Linked DNA regions of Mus musculus: all the other regions are linked to region 1. A link is a contact called in public HiChIP or PLAC-seq data. All regions are on one chromosome and are shown on one strand. Each heading gives the region's core, a stretch centred on a gene start, on an enhancer-like site or on the middle of the called end of the contact. The rest is flanking DNA. Distances are from core to core; before and after follow the strand shown.

Region 1 (4,853 bases), core at 1,592-4,091:
TTCTTTTTAAACTTAAAAAGCAACTTATGTTCCTAATTGCCTAGCATTAAATACTATGTATTTAACAACATCAAAAGCATTATTAAAATTATTGGCCCATCAATCATTTTCATACTGCCATGGGTAAAACAGGACATACAAGCTTATACACACTTATTCACATACATACATTCACACATACATACACACACACAATCTGCTCAACCTTTAGTTTTTTTGTTTTTTTTTTTAAAGCAAGATATCACTCTAATATACGCTAGTTTAGAACTTATTATGTTGTCCAAACTGGCTTTGAACTCAGAGCAATTCTCCTGTCTCGGCTTTGCCAACTGCTGAGATTACAGGTGTGAGTTACCCTGCCAGCACTCATCACTCTTTGGAACTTAAAATGGTGGCATCTTGCATTTCCAGAAGGTTCTACCTATTATCATTTATCAAGTAACCTGCTGTGTAAACTAGATTAAAAAGAAAAGTGATCATTCTAAGCCCTTTATGTAGGTTAGTTTCAGTCTGTTTTTTTCAAAGACTAATTGATACACTTTCATCAAAACACTACAAGTAGAGACCACTGTTACTCCTGCTTACAAATCGGATTGAAAAGGGCTAAATAACATTCTCATCCTGGAGTGTCTGACAAGAAAGCCTACACAGCAAACCACTGTTAAGTACCTTCCCCTCTCAGTCAAGCTCAGAAAACTACTTCTAGAACTTCACCTTCCTATAAGGCTTACACTAAAATGAAACAAACAACAGCAAAAGCTAGTTAAAACACAGCGTAGTAAGTGAGATCGTTCTGACTTTTTTTTCCTACTAGAGAGAGGTTTGGAATAAAAATTATTGGGCATTAGCTAACTTTTTTCTGAAAAATTTTTTTTTTTACTGTGGGGCCCTTTGCTCTCATCACCTGAACGCCATGTGTGTTCTGTAACCTATGACAACAGCAACCCAACTGTCAAGAGATTTGTCTTTCAAATAAGCTCAGAGCTTTCTGCACCTCCTCTGTATACCACACTTGTCGTCTCCTGAGAAGCACAGATCCTTATTCTTATAGGGTTCTATACAAATCTAAGAGCTGCACACTGTGCTGGGTTCTACACAGTAACGTGCTTGTGCTCAATCCAGCTGCATTGTACTTAGTGTTCAGCATTCACTGGACTTCACCCAGGACTTTATGGTGCTGGCTGACTGTTAAGAGAGGCAAAGGATCTGAATATTTTATCTAAACGCCCACTTAGCAATCTACAATTGATTGCTTTTTAAAATGTGGTGGGGAGGAAAGAGGTGATCAGTGGGAGGGGCTTGAAAGAGAGGGTAAGGGGGTACACGTGTACGAAACAGACAAAATATAGAGAAAATATAAAAATATGTGAGGACCATATGCTTATTTATTGGAAAATGACCCTGCTGACATATACATTTTTGTTCTAAAAGGGGAGGGTGGCCCTCCTTTCTTGAAAGTGACTGCTTGATCATAGTAAATTTAACCTTACTGTTCTCCAGTGACTGCTTTCCCAGCTTCCCTGGGGAAGGGCTGGAATCCGGAGGTAATTTACATCCATGGTTTGAAGTGCCAAGCAATGGTGCAGCAGGGTGACCAGCACTCTCAAAACACAGCCAAGCTATTGCTTTAAACATTGAGAACACACAGACACAGAGCCTGGCTCTGACAACATCCAAAAGATTCATTATAGACAATCTATTCAGGAGACGCTACGATCGCCCCAGGAAATATAAACAGTGTCTAAAGAGCAGTGGGGAGAGGAAATAACTGACCGGAATGAGACGAATCATGTGAAGTCCGTCCAACAAGGCCTAAGACATCCCCAGTGTTTCCACTTGGAGCTGCGTTTAAACGTGCCCTGGCACATGGGCACAGATCTCCCCTCCAGCTCAAGCGTGGGGCTGCGTCCTTTCCTACCCACTTGTTTGTGCACAGCCACGCCCGCACAGGAGGACCACGAGACCACAGGCCTCGGCAGATCCTTCCAGCTGATTTCCAGTTGCTTAAAGTTTAACAAGAATCACGGCTCCCTTTGTGAAAGTTAAGTCAAGTTTACAAGGCATCCACAGACTTAAAAGGATAAACGAGTGTCAGGAGACACTAGCAATGGCGTCTTAAAATGAAGTTTAATTGACAGGCCCTAACTAAAATAAAGAGGAGTTTTTTAAACCCACGGGCTAAGCTTCAGGCGCTACATTTAAAAAAAAATATAAAAAAAGCACACAAGGCTCAAGTTTGAACTCCGACCTTCCTGTTCCAGTCACCGCCGCAGGGTCCCTCGTGAAGTGTCACCCGAATTCTCTCCACGATCAGCTCCTTACCCGCCGCCACCCCCCTGTGAAGACCCAGTACCGAGGCTGCCAACCCACGCGCGTCTAGAGATCGGAGGAGGGGCGTGCGTGGCGGCTCCGACCGGCTCCTCCCGCACCACCGCGACCTGGCGGCTTTTCCCGGGCCTTCCTCCGGCGGGGCGAGGCCGAGCGAGGCAGCTACGGAGACCCAGCCTCAGGGGCCACTCGCGCCCCAGCGGGCTCTCGCGTCTGTGGGCCCCGGCTGGCCTCGCTCCCACTCCCCTTCCGCGGCCCAGAGCGCCCGCAGCACGCGCTTCCTTCCTCCGCTCCCTAGCTCCAGCCCGCTGCCAGCCCGCGGGACCCACAGGCGGCCCCGAAGTAGCGGCGACCGCCCCGCCCCGTCCGGTCCCGGCGCTACCTTGGCACTCACTCTTCGCCGTCGTCGCCGCCGCCGCCGCTGCTGCCGCCGCCTGGGAGTCCGGCTCTCCGCGCTCCCGGGACCGCCCGACCTCTCCTCCCTACTCCGCTCCAGCTCCTCCCCTCGCGCGTGGGCGGGGCGCACGGCCCGGTGGGCGGGGCTGTCGCCGCCACCCCCTCCGCTCTGGCCCACGGGCATGGGACGTGGTCGCCGCGCCCAACTGCGGCCGTCGGGGGTCAGGACACGCGTGCCCGCGGCTGGGTTGGTGCAGCTCGCTGCGGTGCGGTGGGCCCGGGCAACCACGCGAGGCCACCACCATACATCACCACCAGGACCACACACCGCAGTCCCCAGGCTGCGAAGATGAGCTCTGCCAAACCCCACACAAAAGTGGGGCTCTGATCCAGAAAGGTCTGAGGAAACGGCCACCGTCATATTTAAAGGACTCTGGGGCAACAGGGAGGTTGTTTCCCAGAAATGGAGGTAAAGCCAGATTATTGAATGTCCCAGACCGGACAGAGTACTGCATAATAAATTAATTGGACAGGTTGTTTTTTTGTTTTGTTTTGTTTTGTTTTGTTTTGTAAGCATTTAGAGTTTGGCAGGTTGAAGGGCTAGTTTTGCTTCCACAAAAGCTGCTTACAGCCATTCAACAAAACGAAGCACCTGTTGTGTGGGGTCAAGCATTATGCTAAATGTGATAGGAGATACCATCAACCTGAGGGGGACTTGCTTAAGTCCTGTAGAGATGGATGTACAGAAATGGTAACACTCAGCAGTTGGCTAGAGTACTCCAAGGTGTGAGTCACTAATAATCATCGTGATCTCTTTTTAAAATGATGCTACTATTGGGTGAGAGCAGGGGTCAGTAATTGGACTCAGTGCCAAGGAAGGGAGGGAGGGAGGGAGGGAGGGAGGGAGGGAGGGAGGGAGGGAGGGAGGGAAGGAAGGAAGGAAGGAAGGAAGGAAGGAAGGAAGGAAGGAAGGAAGGAAGGAAGGAAGGAAGGAAGGGGAAGGAAGGACGGTGGGAGGGAAACATGTTGGGGGTTGGGGGTGGCAGAGTAGGAGGGGAAGTTGGGTGTGATCAGGATACCTGTATGAAATTGTCAAAGAATAAATAAAATATATTATTTAAAAGATCAAACAGAAATAAATAAGTACTAGCATTGGATGAGGATGCACTGTTGAGTGGGTCTTGGGGATGCTGGGATCTAGGTACTGAATCCCACTGAAGGCTTTAAATTCACTCCTGTTTGCACTCTTACTCAAGAATGCCTTGCTTGGCCAGTGTGGTCTGAGCAGCCTCCAGAGGATGTTCTTGTTGAGGTACAAACCACAGCCTGCCTTTTATTTCCTACTTTCTACAGTGTTAGGAAACACTTGGCTGATTCAGATCGTGACAGTTTGAAGATGCACCCTAAACAGAATGGCCAGACACAAGAATGGACTATTATGGTTGTGATTTCCACCTCTGGATCATTATATAGCCCAGTTAAGTACTTCATGTACTTTTAATTTTTCTCTCACTAATCTGTGGCAAAAACAAGCAAAGTGGCTCGTTGAAGAATGTCTGGCTTCTCAAATTGTATCCACCGATTAGTCTTTAAACAGTTATCTGCATATGGAGAGAACAGAAATCCAGTATCATGTACAAACTTGTGCAGAAATTGTCTATTGCATCAAGTTGTTTGAAATATGGTCTTTTATTTTATCTCCCCTCACACATTATTCATTTTTTATTTCTTTTCTGTACTAAAATGTCAGCCTGCAACAAATTAACAATAAAATACAGTTAATCATTTATACCCACAGGGGTCTGCATCCTCAAATTCAACTACAGATTGAAAGTATTTGAAAATAAAATTGAGTCTGTCATAAATAAGTATATTCTTTGTCTTTATTTCATTTATAATGCAGTATAACAAAACTAATATTTACATTGTACAGGACTAGATAATTAACAATCTAGGAATAACTAAAGCATTATCATATGCAAAATGTAGGTAAGTTATATGCAAATACTATGTCATTTGTATGAGAGTTTTCTATCCTTGGATTTTAGTATATGAATGAAGGACAGCCCTGGAACCAATCCCCTGTGGGCACTGAGGGACAGCTGTACTACAGAGGGTTGGGAGGTTCT
Region 2 (4,853 bases), core at 1,420-3,919, 230 kb before region 1:
GAATTAATGTGCAAAAATGATAAGCAAGACCCCAATTTTATAAGACTTGCCTTGGTCATGGTGTGTCATCACAGCAATAGTACAGTGGCAACAGAACAATGACTAAGACACATGTTTTCAAGGTCACACAATTCTGAGCAAAAAAAAAAAAAATGTATTACTGAAGCGGAGCATTCTGGCTGCCCTTGAATTGAGAGCATCTTGCTGGAAATACATAAACAATGTGTACACAGCTGTAAGAACTGGGAAAAGGATCACTGTGTAAATAGACACGTGAGTGGGAAGAACAGAGGAGTGAAATCAAAACCATGACAGAACACAGCTAAGAGGTGAGTTCCCCATCGGACAGCTAAGATATCTGAAGCAGATCTCCAGGGCTTCAAGGCCAGGAGGATCACTTGTCAGCCACACAACACTTATTTTCAGCTTTCCTTTTGTTTACCCAAAAGCTTTATTCTAAAAGGTTAAGTGAATATTGACCTATGCAAAATAAAATTTGGAGAGTTTTAATTACTTCTAATCTCTACACAACAATAATCTCAAAACAACAATATTACCATTTTAACCTATGGCTGCAAGGAAGTATGCACGTATTCCCTTCGTCTGAATGAGTGGTATCACACTAAAGCATTATTTGATATACTGAGGCTAAGACCAACAGGTGAGGTTTGGGGGAGTTACAACCTACAACATTCTCTTTCTGAAAAAATATTTTCAGATCACACCAAAGAATGAAGGTCTTCTGGAATGGTAAACTATGCGGCTAACCATTGATTGAGGCAGATGAGCCGGTTCCGGCTCAGGGATTGGAGAGGCAGCTGTTTAAAATCCTGTTCTGGGGCCACAGCATCTGGAAACCAAATTTACCCTTGAAAGTTCAGGTGTTCTTTTCACAACTAATCTCACCGCTCCCCGGGGCTTTGAAAATACCTTTCTGATGATGATATAGCATTGGAGCTCCTGGGCTGACACTGTTGTTTCACAAGACTGTGACTCTCCAGGTACTTTTTCAACCTAGGATAAATCCAACAGCTCACCCATGTGTCATCCCTGCATGCCTTATGTAAGATGTGGTTTTGGAAAGGGTCTAGCTGCGGTTTTGTTTGTCATGTGGGTAGCAGACCCTCCTCCTCTGTGCCCTCACCCTCCCCAGGCTTCTGTGACCTGACTCCAGTGTGGATGTGACCATCTGTTTCTGCTGCTTGCCCGTGTGTCTGTCTTGCTCACTGTGTCCCCTCAACAGCTGACACGGGGACAGCTGATCTTTCTGGAATAGTCAGCAAATCCCAAATTGCTCATGCCAGAAGCCCCCAGAGACTGGGAATGGCTGTGTCAAACTGGGTCAATGGAGAGGGAAGGGCCAGAGGGCAAGCTTGGGTATAGAGAAGGAGTTGGAGGAGGGGGTACGCTTAACGGAGTGTGACACGGGGTTTGAGGAATGGAAGGCTGCTGGAAATGGGCCCAGAAGCCTTCCCCTAAGAGATCTGTGGAGCCATCTATCTAAGCATCCCTTCATTTACACATCTATTACATGGGAGACATTTTACTAGGCACTAGGAATGATACAGGTACAAAACAAGGTCCTCATTTTCATGCAGGTGATATTTAAAGGTGACAAACAAAACTTAGTAAAGGGACAGACCCATGCTGTATCCATGCTTTGAGATGAATCCTGAAATGGGTAAGGGTCTGGAGGGAAGGAAACAGCAGTTTAGTGAAGACCTAAATGAAGGTGAGCAAAAACCACGTGGGCTGATCGGGGAAATGTAGGCCAGCCAAGGGACAAAGATATATCAGGCCTTGAGACAAGACTGGGCCTAGCATCAAGGAAGGAAGCCAGTAAGATGAAATATGTAGGAATAATAATGCTCACAATTCAAAGGTTTTAGTATAGACATGACACCCAAAAACCTTTTGGATTTATAACAATTCAGATTTAATGGGTTTTAGGTAAGGGATGTTCAACATTTATAATCTTTGCAGGTATTGTCGATTCTGGAAACTCTCAACTCCCTTCTGGTTCAAGCATATTGGATAACGGATCGTTAGCCTGTGTTAACTCACCTATTTCTCACAAATACTAAAAGGGAGCGACTGAGTCACCCTGTTTATAGTGAGGAGACAGAAACATGGGCAGATGGAACTCGCCCAGGCACACACAGCTCATGTGTGCTGAGTCTGGGTCCACGCTCAGGACTCACTCCTAACCACAATCTGTCCTTGGCTTGGAGCCTCAGATTTGTTCTGTGCGGCAATAATCCTGCTGCCCTCTCGTCCCCATTGGTATTTCAAGATGAAGTTTGGTATCATTTAGGCTCGGGTCTGGCTTAGCATCCACATGTACATGCGCTGTGGGTTTGAGAAACAAGAGTAGGCAAAAGAATATCAGTAGGAAGAAAAGGGAGAAGTGAGGCATTTTTGAGATGGTTAGAACCACCAAAGAGAGCTACAAGGTGTTTGAGGACACCGAAGAGGAAGCATCTCATATCAAGATCTTCCTGGAGGAAAGGGGGTGCTCTGAAGCCAAGCCGGCAGAGCAAAGGGAAGGGTGCCGATCCGCCTTGGCTTTCCTCTTCTCATTCAGTGATCCCCGAGTGTGGTAACCATCACTGCTCTCCTGGTAGGTTCCGCTTTTAATGTCAGCTAAGAGCTGATCACTTTCTTCCTGCCTCCTTCATTCTGACCCCCTGCTGGTTTCCTCCGCCGTTGAAGCAGCCAAGAAGTGAGAAGAGCCCCAGAGGCTGCAGATGCCTCGTGGGCTTTGCTCACAGGCAGGAAGAGCGTTTGGGATGCAACAGACACTTTTGCAAAATGGTCCTTTCCCTGAACGCCAGCACAGGGCAACTGTGGCTCAGGGATCCGGTTGGGGAAGGCCACACCTACTCATCCAGCTGGTTCTGGAAGAAGAAAGGAGGCAGGAAGGAGCCTTGGAACCACAAGAAAGGCAAAATCAACAGCTGGGTGTGAAGAACCCCCCACAGCCTGGCAGGACTGGGGCCTCCTCTGCCAACCATACTTCCGACAGCCCGGCCCTTATTTTCTTCCTCAGCAGGGAGAAAGAGGTGTGGAAGTGGGTGGCTCTCAGGAGAGGGTGGCAGTTTTGAAGTAAAGAGGAGTTGTTTCTGATGTCTGCCCGGAGGTAAAGCTGGGTCCCACTGGAATGAATTTGTGGTTCCGGTGAAAGGAGTGATGTTGACAAGGAATTCTTGGATTGGTCTCATGTCCTTAAAAGCTGCTGCCAAGCCAAAGAGGGAAGGGAAGTTCAGCAGAGAAGTATGGGCTGAGACTCCCTGCCCCCCAACACCCACACAGACTTGGCCTCCAGTGCCAATGAGCACATGACTTAGGCTCTCTAACCAAAGTTCTACCATGAGGGAATTTTGCTGGCAGGACCCTGAGTTCAGGGGGCATAAAGTTCAAACGAGAGGGGTGTCTCTAAGCAAGGCCAGCCTGAGCTGAGAGCGTTATGGCCTCTCAAACTTCCTCATCAAAGAGGAGAAAAATGACCAAGCAGAGCCAAACCAGCTCATAGAAGGCGTTCCAGAAGCCAGAGAGATCCCTGAAGAAGTTTCATATTTGAGTTGACACCTAATGTATAGCAGAAGAGGGTGTGGGATATCCCCTTCCCAGATCAGTACCATGTTCCCACACATCAGTCATAGAAAGCTGAAGGTCATTTGTCTACCTGACCAGCCACCAGCTCTGGATAACTTGACCTTAGATAACTCGCTTAGCTTTGCTCTCTTGGTTCCCTTGTCTGTCAAACATACTAAAAAAGTCCATATAACCAGGTTCCTAAAAATACTAAATAAGAACATGTACTTATAGAGCTGAGATATACCTTGCAACCACTTGATAAATTGCAGTGTTCATGAAAATTTCCCATTAGTTTCTGTCAGGAGACACATCTTCCTTGGGGCCTTTTTGATTATGAAGACCTAGAACTAAGCTACTGAGTGGCTCAGCTGAGGTTTGAGTGGAGAGATGGTGTGATAGATTACTGCCAAGGCTAAGCTCTGAGCAGGAGCAGGAGGCGGAGTTGGCCTTCAGCTGAGATGGAAGTCCCAGAGTGCAGATTTCATTCTCTGTCCTTTGTATCTTCCCAATCAACATAGTTAAGCCCACTAATGATGGGCGGGATGGTTTACATCTGCATCCTGAAACTGGAAAGCTGAGTCATCTCTCTTTTTGCTGAGACAGGATCTTACTGTCCTCAAATTCATGATCTTCTTGCCTCGACCTCCCCAGTGGTGGGATGATAGGCACCACTATGCCCGACTCTCAGATTTTATTTCTATTACTATTGTTGCTGTTGATGGGGTCTCCTGTAGCCCAGGCTGGCATCTAACTTGTTATGTAGTTGGAGGTGGGTTTGGACACCTGTCTGTATCTTTCAAGTGCTGGGAATTCAGGTTTCTGCTACCGTGCCCAGTTCTGTCTGTCTGTCTGTCTCTGTGTGTGTTCACACATGTATGCTTGCACATGCATGTACATTCACACTCATGCATATCATATTCGTACACACATGCACATGTAGAGGCCAGCGGTGAATATAAGGTTGTTCTCAACAACACTCCATGTTGCTTTTTGGGACAGGCTTTCTTCTTTAACCTAGGGAGCTTGCTGACTGACTAGAGAAGCTGACCATAGAGACAGGAGTATGTGCCTGTCTCTTCCCTCAGTGCCAGGATTGCAGGCACTGTCATTGCACTTGGCTTTTGTGCAGGTGCCTGGATCAAACTGAGGTCCTCATGACTCTGTGGCAAGTACTCTATCTACTTAGTCATTTCACCAGCCCTAATATAACTTTTAAAATTTAAATTTAAACAAATGAATGAACCCAATCAGTTGAA
Region 3 (4,853 bases), core at 1,364-3,863, 160 kb before region 1:
AAGGACTCCGTAGCCCTTCCTCTAACCACAGAACAAAAGGCTGCTCTTGCAGAAGACAAGAGATTGGTTTCCAACACCACATTGGGTACCTGTCACTCGGTGATCTAACACCTTCCTCTAGCCTCTATGGGCACCCATACATATATATCAGACACACATAAACACACATTAAGTAATTAAATAAAAACTTTTAGAACGTGAAATAAAACTTTAATGAGTTATTGTAGATTTCTTGTGTATAGAAACCATATCCTTGCACCTTGGTATTCTTAATGTCTAGCATAGTAACTTGCAGTGAATTCTCCACACCCACTGGAGAAGTGAGAGTGGCTTTTATGGAGACTCAGTATAGGCTTCTAATCCTTTGCAAGGCATTTCTGGAAACCCCCACCTACAGGCCCGCATAGGAACCTGTCTGCCACTCCTGCCTGACTCACTTTCTCTAGCCTCTGCAGAGCATGTCAAACACCACTTGCTCCAGTCACACAGAAAAAAATGCAGACCTAAAAACATGCATCTGTGCTTTTGCATATGATCTCTGTCCCTACAGTAATCTTCCTTTCCATGGTTAGCCAACTCTTACTCATTCTATACAACTCCAGTTGAGTTTCCTCTCCCTGGGGTGATTTGAATGCCCTGCCCTGCGTTCTAAAATCTTCTGCACTTAGCATTTATCACACTGGACCATGTTTCTCGACTGCGCGTTCTTCTCCCTGATAAACGTCAACCCTTCAAGGACAGAAGTTGTGACTTTCTTTACTTTGCAGCCTAGGAAGCCAACACAGAGCCTGGCACACAGTGCATATTTAGCTCATGAGGAATAAATGTCTGTTGGCTGTAGGTTGTAGTAGGTTAAAGGAACATAAAGAGAACAGTGTCCCGGAATAGGTAGTAGTTATATGCCACCCACTAAATGCTGAGCCTTTTTCTTTTTCCTTTTTCCTTTTTTTAAATTTGGAAGCAATTACCCATTCCAGGTAGATTCTTTGATTATGTTCCTACCACTAAAGAAACAGAGAGATCGAGTGGCTTCTCCAGGATCATGGCCAGTCAGGCAGTCATTTTCTACAGTTCTTAACCATGGTACTCTACTGCCTAGGCCTTGCATGAACCCTGTCCCTAAGGAGTTCAAAGTCTCATTAAAGGAGACAGGCAGGTGGCAGCCTAATCACCACACTGGGTTATGTTAGGTGTATGGGCAACATAAAGGGGCAAAACAGAACGGGGGAGCCATGGATGCAAGAGGTGGAAGTGCACACTTTCAGATCTGCCTTCTCGAAGAGGCACGGTTCTAACTGGGCTTTAGAGAAAGAGCATTCTGATCGGAGTGGAGGGAGAGACTTGCTAGGCAAGCAGCATAGAGGAATGAAACAACATGTTTTGTGTTCTGGTGCCAGCAACCTACATTGTTGAGCCCAACACAAATGAAGCTGTGGACACACATTCTTAACAATTTCATAACAATTATAGCAGGCTGCTAAATCAAACAGGAAGTGCTTCCAAGTTTTGTGCAACTGAACAGGTGTCACGCGGATAAAGGCAGACTTGATAGATACCATAAATGCTTCAGAATTGCTGGAACAAGAAGTACCTCAGCAGTACTTTATGAGGCAGGAAATGATACTGGCAAGGTCAGTGGAGGCGAGATCATGTAAGGAGGCTGGAATCTATCCCATAACTAATAAGAAGCCACAGAAGGCTTCTTAGCAATGATGTAAGTTGATTGGATTAGTTTGTAAAAAGACTCTTCTGGTAGTCCTGTCAGAGGCACATGGGAGGATAAGGGAGGAAGCCCTGGCTAGCTCAGCAATAGTTGAGATTGTATGGGCCAGAGAGGCTCCAGCCTTGAACTTGGCCTTTGTACCAGGGATATCCAAGAACAGTAGTGCTGAGAAAGACTAGGAAGATGACTTGCAGAGTTAAACCTTAAGGTACACAAAGCACTCACTGGAAAGAAACATGGGTGAGGGCTGGCAGTGGTTATAAAGTTCAAGATAAAAGAACACCATTTTTGCTTTGGTCTGTTCTAGTTATTTAACACCATCTTATAATTTTTATTAGGGAAGCCCATCGTAGAGAAGGCACAAATGCAAGAAATGAAGCTGTTGTGCAGATCTCCATTTCTGTAACTTGCACAAGTGGGTGAAGAACCTATTTATTTATCATTGGTTTCCTTCCAAATAGCCTCTGGGTGTCACTGGAGTTCCCCATGAGATAGAACCGATCCTTACACCCTTCCGATGAGATTTCTCAGCTACCAAACTATTCTCTGGAAGCTTCCTGCATTCTTTCCAGTGTACGAACCCCGTTTCATCTGATCTACAAAGGAAGAGTTACATGTACGCATCAGAGCTTTGGCATATCGACCCACTGACACGGAGCACAAACGCCAAACCTGCAGAAGGCTCAGAGTCGTTCCCACAGCTAAAGTCCTTCTATTTAACCCTCTAGTTGTGCTCTTCTGTTTGGTTTTTCATGCTTCAGTTCATTCGTGTGAACTGCCTGTTCTGACTTCCCTTTTACTTCTTTGCTGAGAAACTTTAGGACCTAGGACGTCAACTCACACATTGAAACCGTCAAGGTATCTGCGCAGAATTCATAACTGTCTGTATGAAGTAATCTTTCAAAACAAGAGGGGCGGGTAACTCTACAGCTCACTTCCTGTTTCCAGAGATAATCATCACACTGTAAATTTAATGTTTGCCATTCTGTTAGTGTTAGTGCCTGGGATCTTGAGTGTGCTGTGCAGAAATCCTATCACTGAGCTACAACCCAGCCACACATTTAATATTTTACCTGTCCTTCAATAGGGAAGAATTCTTTAGATAATGAGCTAATAACTGGGCTGCTGAATATGGCAGAATGATCTTGACCTTTCACCTCAGTTGGGCGAGGTCACAGGTACAGTGTCAGATGAGTTATTTAACTTGTACTTTACTTGGTCTAAAATGGAGTGTAGAGCTGTGTTGTAAGGTTAGAAGAACAAATGAACTCACAGATGTGTAAAGCAGCTGTGCTCAGTGAGACCACCCATAAAGCTGGACACCTGGATAGATAGCCTGTGTATACTTTGTAAGGGAAATGTTTAATATCTTTATTATGCTGTCACCAATGTCAATTGGTTGGTTAGCTTCTAAAGTACGGGTGGTTTTCTTCCCTATTGCTAAGTGGTCCCTACTTTAGGACCTCATTAAGTTTCTAAAGCCTGAATCTGACTCCCCTAGGTCAGGTCTAGAGACACACCATTTCCATCCTATGAGTAGCAAAGCACTCTCCTCTTTCCCTTTCTACAAACTGTGTTCGGTTTCTTAGTGCTTCAGTAACTTCCTCAGGAGTCTCCCTCAACCTTGACCAAACTACCTGATTGAACCCTGGCTCTGACTCTCATAACAACTTCCAGTGTTATGTATTATGTCTTTCCACAATTAAAAATCAAACAATTAATCCTGATTTTTTTTTCTCCAACATCATCTCCTTTGAAACTCTGTCTTTTTCCTCACTATAGGCATAGCACCTGGTACACTTGCCTGTATACAGTAGGTACTTAATAGCAGTGTGTGAGTACAGGGATGAATGTTGGACCGATACTAAGTGATTTGTATAAACATGTATATTTACTCATGGGTATAAATTATTAGAGTAGATTATTTATTTTATTCATAGATATATGAATCTCATCATCTTGAAAGTATCAAACAACACATGTATAATCTATGTATTGAAGTGCTTTTATCATTGTGGGGATGATCTGTGCAGATTCAGACACACTATTTCCCTTAATAATTACTGTATGTGAGGATGTATACTTAAACCTCAGTGGAACAAATGACCATCTCTCATAGATGTCATGTCCCACACCCAAGAGGAGTAGATGGCAGGAAATAATCAAAGTCAGGGCTAAAATCAACCAAGTAGATGCAAAAAGAACAATACAAAGGATCAAGAAAGCCAGGAGCTGTTCTTTGAGAAAATCAACAAGATAGATAAACCCTTAGCCAGACCAACCAGAGGGCACAGAAACAATATCCAAATTAATAAAATCAGAAATGAAAATGGAGATATAACAACAGAAAATGAGGAAATTCAAAAAAATCATCAGATCCTACTACAAAAGCCAATATTCAACAAAACTGGAAAATCTGGACGAAATGGACAATTTTCTAGACAGATACCAAATACCATCAGATAATCCATCTAAACAGTTCCATAATCCCTAAAGAAATAGATGTCATGTCCCTGCAGATTGGGAAAGAGACCCATGTGAGAGTATGTGCAGTCTACCAATGGAGGCTAACTATGCCCTAGAGTGAGTTTTTGAGTATGAGATCTCAGCAGTAGATCCAAAACCATGTGTGATGGTAACACTGGGGAACTATCAATGTGTAAGACATCAAGTCCGCCAACACTGATGCCATGCACCCAAGGTACTTAAGCTGAGTCCACACCGATGCAGTGCACCAAAGGTCCTTAAGCTGAGAATGGTTATGTCGAAGAAATTTTCCCAAGTCACAGAAATAGGATCGCACACAAAGACAACCAATCAACACAAATGTCACAAAGGAAATATTGGGAAAGGCAAGGGAGAGTATGCAGGAGTAAGAGAAATTGGTACAGTGGGCCTCACACACACAGCCTGAGAAGCTCCTTCTGCTAAGAAATTAGAATTCTAAGACCTTGTTTTTTGGCCCATCCTGTCCTCCTAACATCCCTTCCACAAAAATATAAAGACTACATGCACGTGGCACTTTGAGAAATGAAAAAAAAATGCATCTCAGAAGCACAAGGAGCAGCCATCACCTCAGTAGGATGAGGAGTTAGACACTCAAAAAGGATATGAGGGGTAGTTGAAGATA

What was found. HiChIP or PLAC-seq counts read pairs in DNA pulled down with a chosen protein or histone mark.
Region 2: a contact with region 1 is called in an H3K4me3 HiChIP or PLAC-seq map of bone marrow-derived macrophages, with 2.7 times the contacts expected there. The contact joins the enhancer-like site here to the promoter of Gng12 in region 1. A contact is called at or near these places in 12 of 39 promoter capture datasets (the 3T3-L1 cell line, 3T3-L1-derived adipocytes, the HPC-7 cell line and 8 more), 1 of 15 datasets of contacts at CTCF or cohesin (large pre-B cells), 6 of 484 Hi-C or Micro-C datasets (centrocytes, cerebral cortex, embryonic stem cells and 3 more), 15 of 115 datasets of contacts at active chromatin or transcription factors (the NIH/3T3 cell line, T-cell acute lymphoblastic leukemia, bone marrow-derived macrophages and 8 more) and 3 of 9 other capture datasets (adipose tissue, embryonic stem cells and liver).
Region 3: an H3K4me3 HiChIP or PLAC-seq map of bone marrow-derived macrophages shows a contact between it and region 1, with 2.5 times the contacts expected there. The contact joins the enhancer-like site here to the promoter of Gng12 in region 1. A contact is called at or near these places in 9 of 39 promoter capture datasets (the 3T3-L1 cell line, 3T3-L1-derived adipocytes, the HPC-7 cell line and 5 more), 4 of 484 Hi-C or Micro-C datasets (CD4 T cells, Th1 cells, myeloid progenitors and 1 more), 4 of 115 datasets of contacts at active chromatin or transcription factors (bone marrow-derived macrophages, embryonic stem cells and intestinal villus epithelium) and 2 of 9 other capture datasets (adipose tissue and liver).

Annotation. Positions count from the first base shown.
Region 1 is chr6:66,894,385-66,899,237 of GRCm38.p6, reverse strand. Gng12 (guanine nucleotide binding protein (G protein), gamma 12) reads right to left here and starts at 2,841. Exons shown (of 5, transcript NM_025278.5): 1 at 2,711-2,841. It overlaps 4930597O21Rik (a long non-coding RNA gene), which reads left to right. Exons shown (of 3, transcript XR_003956381.1): 2 at 2,221-3,193; 3 at 4,078-4,594.
Region 2 is chr6:67,127,162-67,132,014 of GRCm38.p6, reverse strand. No RefSeq gene overlaps it. Among named protein-coding and RNA genes, the nearest start is that of A430010J10Rik, 28 kb to the left of the region's middle. Within about 2 kb of position 2,669, at least 79 of the 459 cell types and tissues checked have an H3K27ac peak or open chromatin away from gene starts, as enhancers often do. A contact at or near this core is called in T-cell acute lymphoblastic leukemia, bone marrow-derived macrophages, cerebral cortex and 5 more, where this site is marked.
Region 3 is chr6:67,054,056-67,058,908 of GRCm38.p6, reverse strand. All of the region lies in intron 1 of E230016M11Rik (RIKEN cDNA E230016M11 gene), which reads right to left. Among named protein-coding and RNA genes, the nearest start is that of Gadd45a, 19 kb to the right of the region's middle. Within about 2 kb of position 2,613, at least 83 of the 459 cell types and tissues checked have an H3K27ac peak or open chromatin away from gene starts, as enhancers often do. A contact at or near this core is called in bone marrow-derived macrophages, hematopoietic stem and progenitor cells, intestinal villus epithelium and 2 more, where this site is marked.